2 separate regions of the Bos taurus genome follow, and region 1 is linked to region 2. The links are chromatin contacts, called in public Hi-C maps. All regions are on one chromosome and are shown on one strand. Each heading gives the region's core, a stretch centred on a gene start, on an enhancer-like site or on the middle of the called end of the contact. The rest is flanking DNA. Distances are from core to core; before and after follow the strand shown. Region 1 holds the start of CERCAM (cerebral endothelial cell adhesion molecule). Region 2 has its middle 10 kb from the start of SWI5.

Region 1 (2,700 bases), core at 174-2,673, 110 kb before region 2:
CTGGATAGGCAACAGGCTGCACATGCTCCCCAGGAGGCTGTCTGCAGCCACTCAAATACATTTTGAAAGATGAGAAGAACCTCAACTTTGAGGAACACACCTGCCATATTCCCTGGTTTTCTTCCTTCCCTGCTGTGTGACCTCAGGTTAGTCCTCTCCCCTCTCTGAGTCAGGACTGGACAGAGGAGCTGCTGCTTCCCTCCACCAGGAAGTTGTAATAAGGACCAAACCACACTCTGAGCATCCCTGAGAAGATCTGATGGGCCTGAGCTCCAAGGTCACCTAGCACAGCCTCTCCGAAGGAGCTCTCATGACAGAGCTGGGCGAGGGGGCCTTAGCCAAGAGCCCAGGTTTTCGGTGATGCTGCCCCTTTAAGCCAAGTCTCCAGAACTGAAGACTAACTACGTGTCAAGTCTTTTGGGGGTGGGAACTGACTAAACTCCTGGACTGGCAATTGTGGGCGGCCTCCCCAGGCCACAACTCCACCCCCAGCCCAATTCTGGTGAGTTGAGGAGGGTAGTTTGGTCACTTCTCTCAGTTTATCCCCAGCCTCAGCTTGGGACTCCTCCCTGTTCTGGCTTCCACAGACTGTGGCCTCTAATTCCAGGGCCCTGTGGGGACACCTAGGGGGAGAGATGGCAGGAAGGGGCTTTGCCCTTGGCCAGCAGGACTCAGCCCCTCTTCTGAGAGAGGCTGGAACCAGCCTGGGGAAGGGGAAGCGGGTGTGACACTATCCCCCCAAAGAGCAGCATGGAGCCCAGGGCTGAGAGCACCCCTACGGGCTCCCCAGGAACTCCCAGGCCTGCTGAACTCTGCTACATAGGGCCCCAGGGGACGCCAGCTGCTCCTGTTGGCTCCACTCTGTCAGGCCAACCCCAGGTCCCAAGGCTTAAGTTTCAGCTCTGGTGGGCTGGAGCAAGAGGGGCTGGGCCCAACTTACACCTAGAGGAGGTCCTGAAGGAGGAGCAGAGGCCAGAATGAGGGATGGGGGTCCCTGTGCCAACCCAAGGCCTCCAAGGTCAGTCTGCAGGGCCAAGGGGACAAGGGGACCCGCCAGGGGGCTCGGGTTGCTGGAGGGCCTGTCTGCGAGGGGAGGGGCCTGTCTGGGTGGTGTCTGGGCAGGGAGCAGATGGGGCCAGCTGGAGCCCAGGCTGTCGGTGGTGGGGTTGGGGGGGTAGATGCCCAGTGGGTGCCAACGCCAGGGTCTATCTCACCAGAGGGCCAGCCTGGCCCTGGGGTAGTCCAGCCGCTCCAGCGCACCCAGGTAGTGAGGCAGTGAGTGCTCGGCATTGCGGGCCAAGATGGCAAGGACCACAGTGGGCAGCGGCGGCTCCGCGACTCCCGCAGCCTCGGGCCGCGGCCCCAGCAGGAGCAGCAGCTGGAGCAGCGGGGCGGCGGGGGCAGCGCGCATGGCGGGCGCTCGGGCGGCGGCGGCGGCGGCGGCGGCCCCCGGGGCTCCCGGCCGCGCCGAGGGGAGTGGGCGGTGCCGCTGGGCCCGGGGCGGGGCCCGGGGCGGGGCCTGGGCCCAGGGCGGGGCCGAGGCGGGCTAGGAGTGGGGTGGGGGGATGTACTACCCCCTCCCAAGAATGGGCTCCCACTCCCCTCCCCATCCCTATCCATAGATTCTCAGATGTCCTCTTCTCGGCCCGGGGCATCGCAGGACCAGGGCCCGGACACCCGCCCCAGACGCGATCCGGGAGCAGCCTCTTCCCAGCTGGAGAGTCGTGGGGCGACGGCTTCCGAGCCCTCCGTGGCGTCTCAGAATACTCGACTACGACTCCCCTCTGAGGCGTGCAATCCCCGGAATCCGGCTTCACAGATTCCTTCAACGCCCCTGAATCCGTACTGCCTGGCCATCCGTCCGACCCTCGGACCTGAGCTGCGTGCGGACCCGGCGACACCGCCACGGCCCTTTCCCGGGTTCCCGGGCTCCCGGCCCCTCGGCCGCCCCGCCCCCGGGCGCCCTCTAGCGGGTCCAGACAGAACTTCGCAGAGCCAGACCCGCGAAGGGGTGAGGGGAGGTGGGGTGGTCCCCCTGACCTGGGCGTGCCATCCTGCCGCGGTCCGAGCCTGGCGTCTCCCGCTCGTCATCGTCCTCGCCTCCGTCGCCAGCACCAGCACCGCTCCGGGCCTTTAGGAGAGCAAAGCCTGCTCTTAGACTGAGTGTAGAACAAGGGGCACCACACGGCCCCCTCATGGTGTCCCAGACCCCCCCTCCAAAGCAGGGTGACTCCGGTGTCTGGTCAGAGTCGGGGTCCTGAGGCCTCTGCTGAGTCTCCAGCCTCTCTTAGGGAAAAGGAGGGCCCTGGAGGCACCAGTGGTGGGGTCTAGCTCCTTTGCCACCGACCTCAGGCAGGTAGGTCACTTTTCTCCTGAGCCTCAGGGCCTCCTGCGTAGAATTGGGCTGTAATAGCGCCCATCTAGCAAGGATTCCTTGAGTGTGTGAATGCACTTTAATTCTATGCATGGAGCCTGGCAGGGGAGAAGAATTCCTGGGGCTGGAAGACAGGCTCTCCTTCCATTCAGCCCCTCACCCAGGTGGCCCCACGATGGAAGGCCTGTGGTCCCTTCCCCAAAACATCATGGGTAAATGAGTCCCTCCCCTTGCATGGTTGCTTCTTTCTATCCCCACCCGCAACTTGAGTGACTTCGAGGTGGCTTAGAAGTGAAGTGAAGTGGAAGTTGCTCAGTCGTGTCCGA
Region 2 (2,863 bases), core at 335-2,834:
CCAAACTCAAGGCTGAGTGAGGCTGTTCATTTTTGGTCACTGGCCTGGCCTCTAGGTCAGATCTTTGGTCAGATACGTGCGTGTGTGCTGAGTTGCTTCAGTTGTGTCCGACTTTTTACAACCCTGTGGACTGTAGCCCACTAGGCTCCTCTGTCCATGGGATTCTCTAGGCAAGAAGAATGGAGTGGGTTGCCATGCCCTCCTCCAGGGGATCTTCCTGACCCAGGGATTGAACTCATGTCTCTTAAGTCTCCTGCATTGGCAGGGAGGTTCTTTTCCACAAGCGCGACCTGGGAAGCACTTGGGCAGGTATAACCTTTTCTTTTTCTTTTTTTTAATATTTATTTATTTATGGCCATGCTGGGTCTATGTCGCTTTGCACAGTCTTTAGTTTTGGCACGAGGGCTTCTCATTGCGGTGGCTTCTTTTGCTGCAGAGCACAGGCTCTAGGCACACAGGTTTCAGTGTGTGACTCGCAGGCCCTAGAGCTCAGGCTTAGTAGTTGTGGCTCAGGGATCAAACCCGTGTGTCCTCCTTTGGCAGGTGGATTCTTATTCACTGCGCCAGCAGGGAAGTCCCAGGTACAACTTTTAAGAAGCGCAGCAGAGATCTGTGGCTAAGACCTTGGGCTTAAAGGCTCAGAGTTCTGGATTCAAGTTCTGACTCCTTCTGTTAATGCGTGACCTTTGGTGAGACTCAGCTGGGAGGCAGGACAGCCCACCATCGGCTAGGCTTTGGAGCCAGACAGTTTGGTTGCTTCTTGGGTCTGTGACCTTGAGCAAGTTGCTCCACCCCTTGGAGCCTCAGTTTGGAAATGGGGACACTTGCCTCCTGGCAGTCTGGTGGGGAGGTGCTGGAGACAAGTTCTTATCTCCCAGCTGATCCAAAGGGTTTCAGAAGTGTTAGGTTGTTACTGCTATCAACCCTGCTCTGGGGAAACCTTCAGCTTCTGACTGGTTTGGGTGGTGGTTGTCACCTTTCCCCTGATTGGCTACCCACATGCCTGACGGTAACCAGCGCTTTCATCACACTGGGTCCAAGCATCAAGCCTGGGGCCCCACAGGCTCCATTCTCCCATAGAGGAGGGCCCCAATCTGGCCTTCCTCCCCTCCCCAAAGTGTCCTACTGTTTGGTGACACTGCATTGGTGAGGTCAGGCTGCCTGGAAATGACCCCTTTCAGCCCTCAGGGATGAAAATACAGATTGCCCTTTGTTAGTGTTTTGAATTCCAGTGGACATGTCAAATGACAAATGTTTTGGGGTAAGGTTTACACTGGAGATGATCAAACAACATTTCCACACTCACAGCGTCAATTGTCCTTTGCAGCCTATTCCCTAGCACCATCTGGGCACATTCTGAACAATGGCACCCGTCACTGTCTGCATTCCACCACCAGTTGGCTCCCTACTGCCTGGGATGACAGTTGGGATCACTTCAGACTCGGGGCGGGGGAGTGCTGCCACAGAGAACCCCCTCTTCTCTGTGGGGCACTCTGAGGATCTGCGGCCAGTGGCTTGGTAGGACCTTCCCAGCCAGGGCCCTTCTAGAGGCAGCATCCCTGGCAGTTGGGCATATCTCTGAGTAGACACTGCCCCCTTGAGGCCTCTTCCCACCATGACACCTGGGAGTGCTGACCTCACACAAAGGGACCTGGGTTATACTTTCCAAGCCAAGGGTGCCTTTAAAATTGGCCCCAAATGCAGAAGTCTCTGGAGGACTGGCGGTGTAGTCCTTCTCAACTGGAGAACTTGGAACCTACCTTAGTGCCTTATATTGCCTTCTGGAAGAAATACAACTCAGGGCAATCATCAGAAAACAGGCACACAGGACTTCCCTGGTGATCCGGTGGTTGAGAATCCTCCTGCTAACTCAGGGGACACGGGTTCGATCCTTCACCCAGGAAGATCCCACAAGCCCTGGGGAAACAGCCCGTGTACTGCAACTACTGAGCCCATGTGCCTAGAGCCCGTGCTCTGCAACAAGAGAAGCCACCGCGACACGAAGCCCAGCCACTGCAACTGGAGAAAGCCCATGGGCAGCAACGAAGACCCAGTGCAGCCAAAGACAAACGAACAAAATACAGTCTTAAAAAAAAAAAAAGAAAACAAACACATAATTGTTAGAGATCTATAATTTGCAAAGAGACAGGGGGAATTCCCTGGTTGTCCAGTGGTTAGGGCTTTGCGTGCTCACTGCCCAGGGGCCCAGGGTTCATCCCTGGCTGGGAAATTAGGATCCCACAAGCTAGTTGACGAAGACATAAACAAAAGAAAATACGACAAAATGTGAAAAGGCAGGCGTTTTAGTAGACTAGGGAGAAGTGTCCTTACTTTCTAGTAAGTTTTGAAATTGAAGATAAGGTTCAGTTCAGTTCAGTTCAGTCACTCAATCGTGTCCGACTCTTTGCAACCCCATGAATTGCAGCATGCCAGGCCTCCCTGTCCATCACCAACTCCCGGAGTTCACCCAGACTCACGTCCATCGAGTCAGTGATGCCATCCAGCCATCTCATCCTCTGTCGTCCCCTTCTCCTCCTGACCCCAATCCCTCCCAGCATCAGAGTCTTTCTTCCAATGAGTCAACTCTTCGCATGAGGTGGCCAATGTACTGGAGTTTCAGCTTTAGCATCATTCCTTCCAAAGAAATCCCAGGGCTGATCTCCTTCAGAATGGACTGGTTGGATCTCCTTGCAGTCCAAGGGACTCTCAAGAGTCTTCTCCAACACCACAGTTCAAAAGCATCAATCCTTCGGCGCTCAGCTTTCTTCACAGTCCAACTCTCACATCCATACATGACCACAGGAAAAACCATAGCAGTGACTAGACGGACCTTTGTTGGCAAAGTAATGTCTCTGCTTTTGAA

Evidence for each region. Hi-C and Micro-C count contacts between places; a contact is called where the count stands out from the background.
Region 1: a Hi-C map of an unstated tissue shows a contact between it and region 2, with 2.7 times the contacts expected there. The contact joins the promoter of CERCAM here to the enhancer-like site in region 2. A contact is called at or near these places in 2 of 11 Hi-C or Micro-C datasets (blastocyst and an unstated tissue).

What each region holds. Positions count from the first base shown.
Region 1 is chr11:99,004,280-99,006,979 of ARS-UCD2.0, reverse strand. It overlaps CERCAM (cerebral endothelial cell adhesion molecule), which reads right to left and starts at 1,423. Exons shown (of 13, transcript NM_001102035.1): 1 at 1,215-1,423. The coding sequence starts at 1,411. It also overlaps the pseudogene LOC112448915.
Region 2 is chr11:98,892,267-98,895,129 of ARS-UCD2.0, reverse strand. No RefSeq gene overlaps it. Among named protein-coding and RNA genes, the nearest start is that of SWI5, 10 kb to the right of the region's middle. Within about 2 kb of position 1,584, at least 17 of the 102 cell types and tissues checked have an H3K27ac peak or open chromatin away from gene starts, as enhancers often do.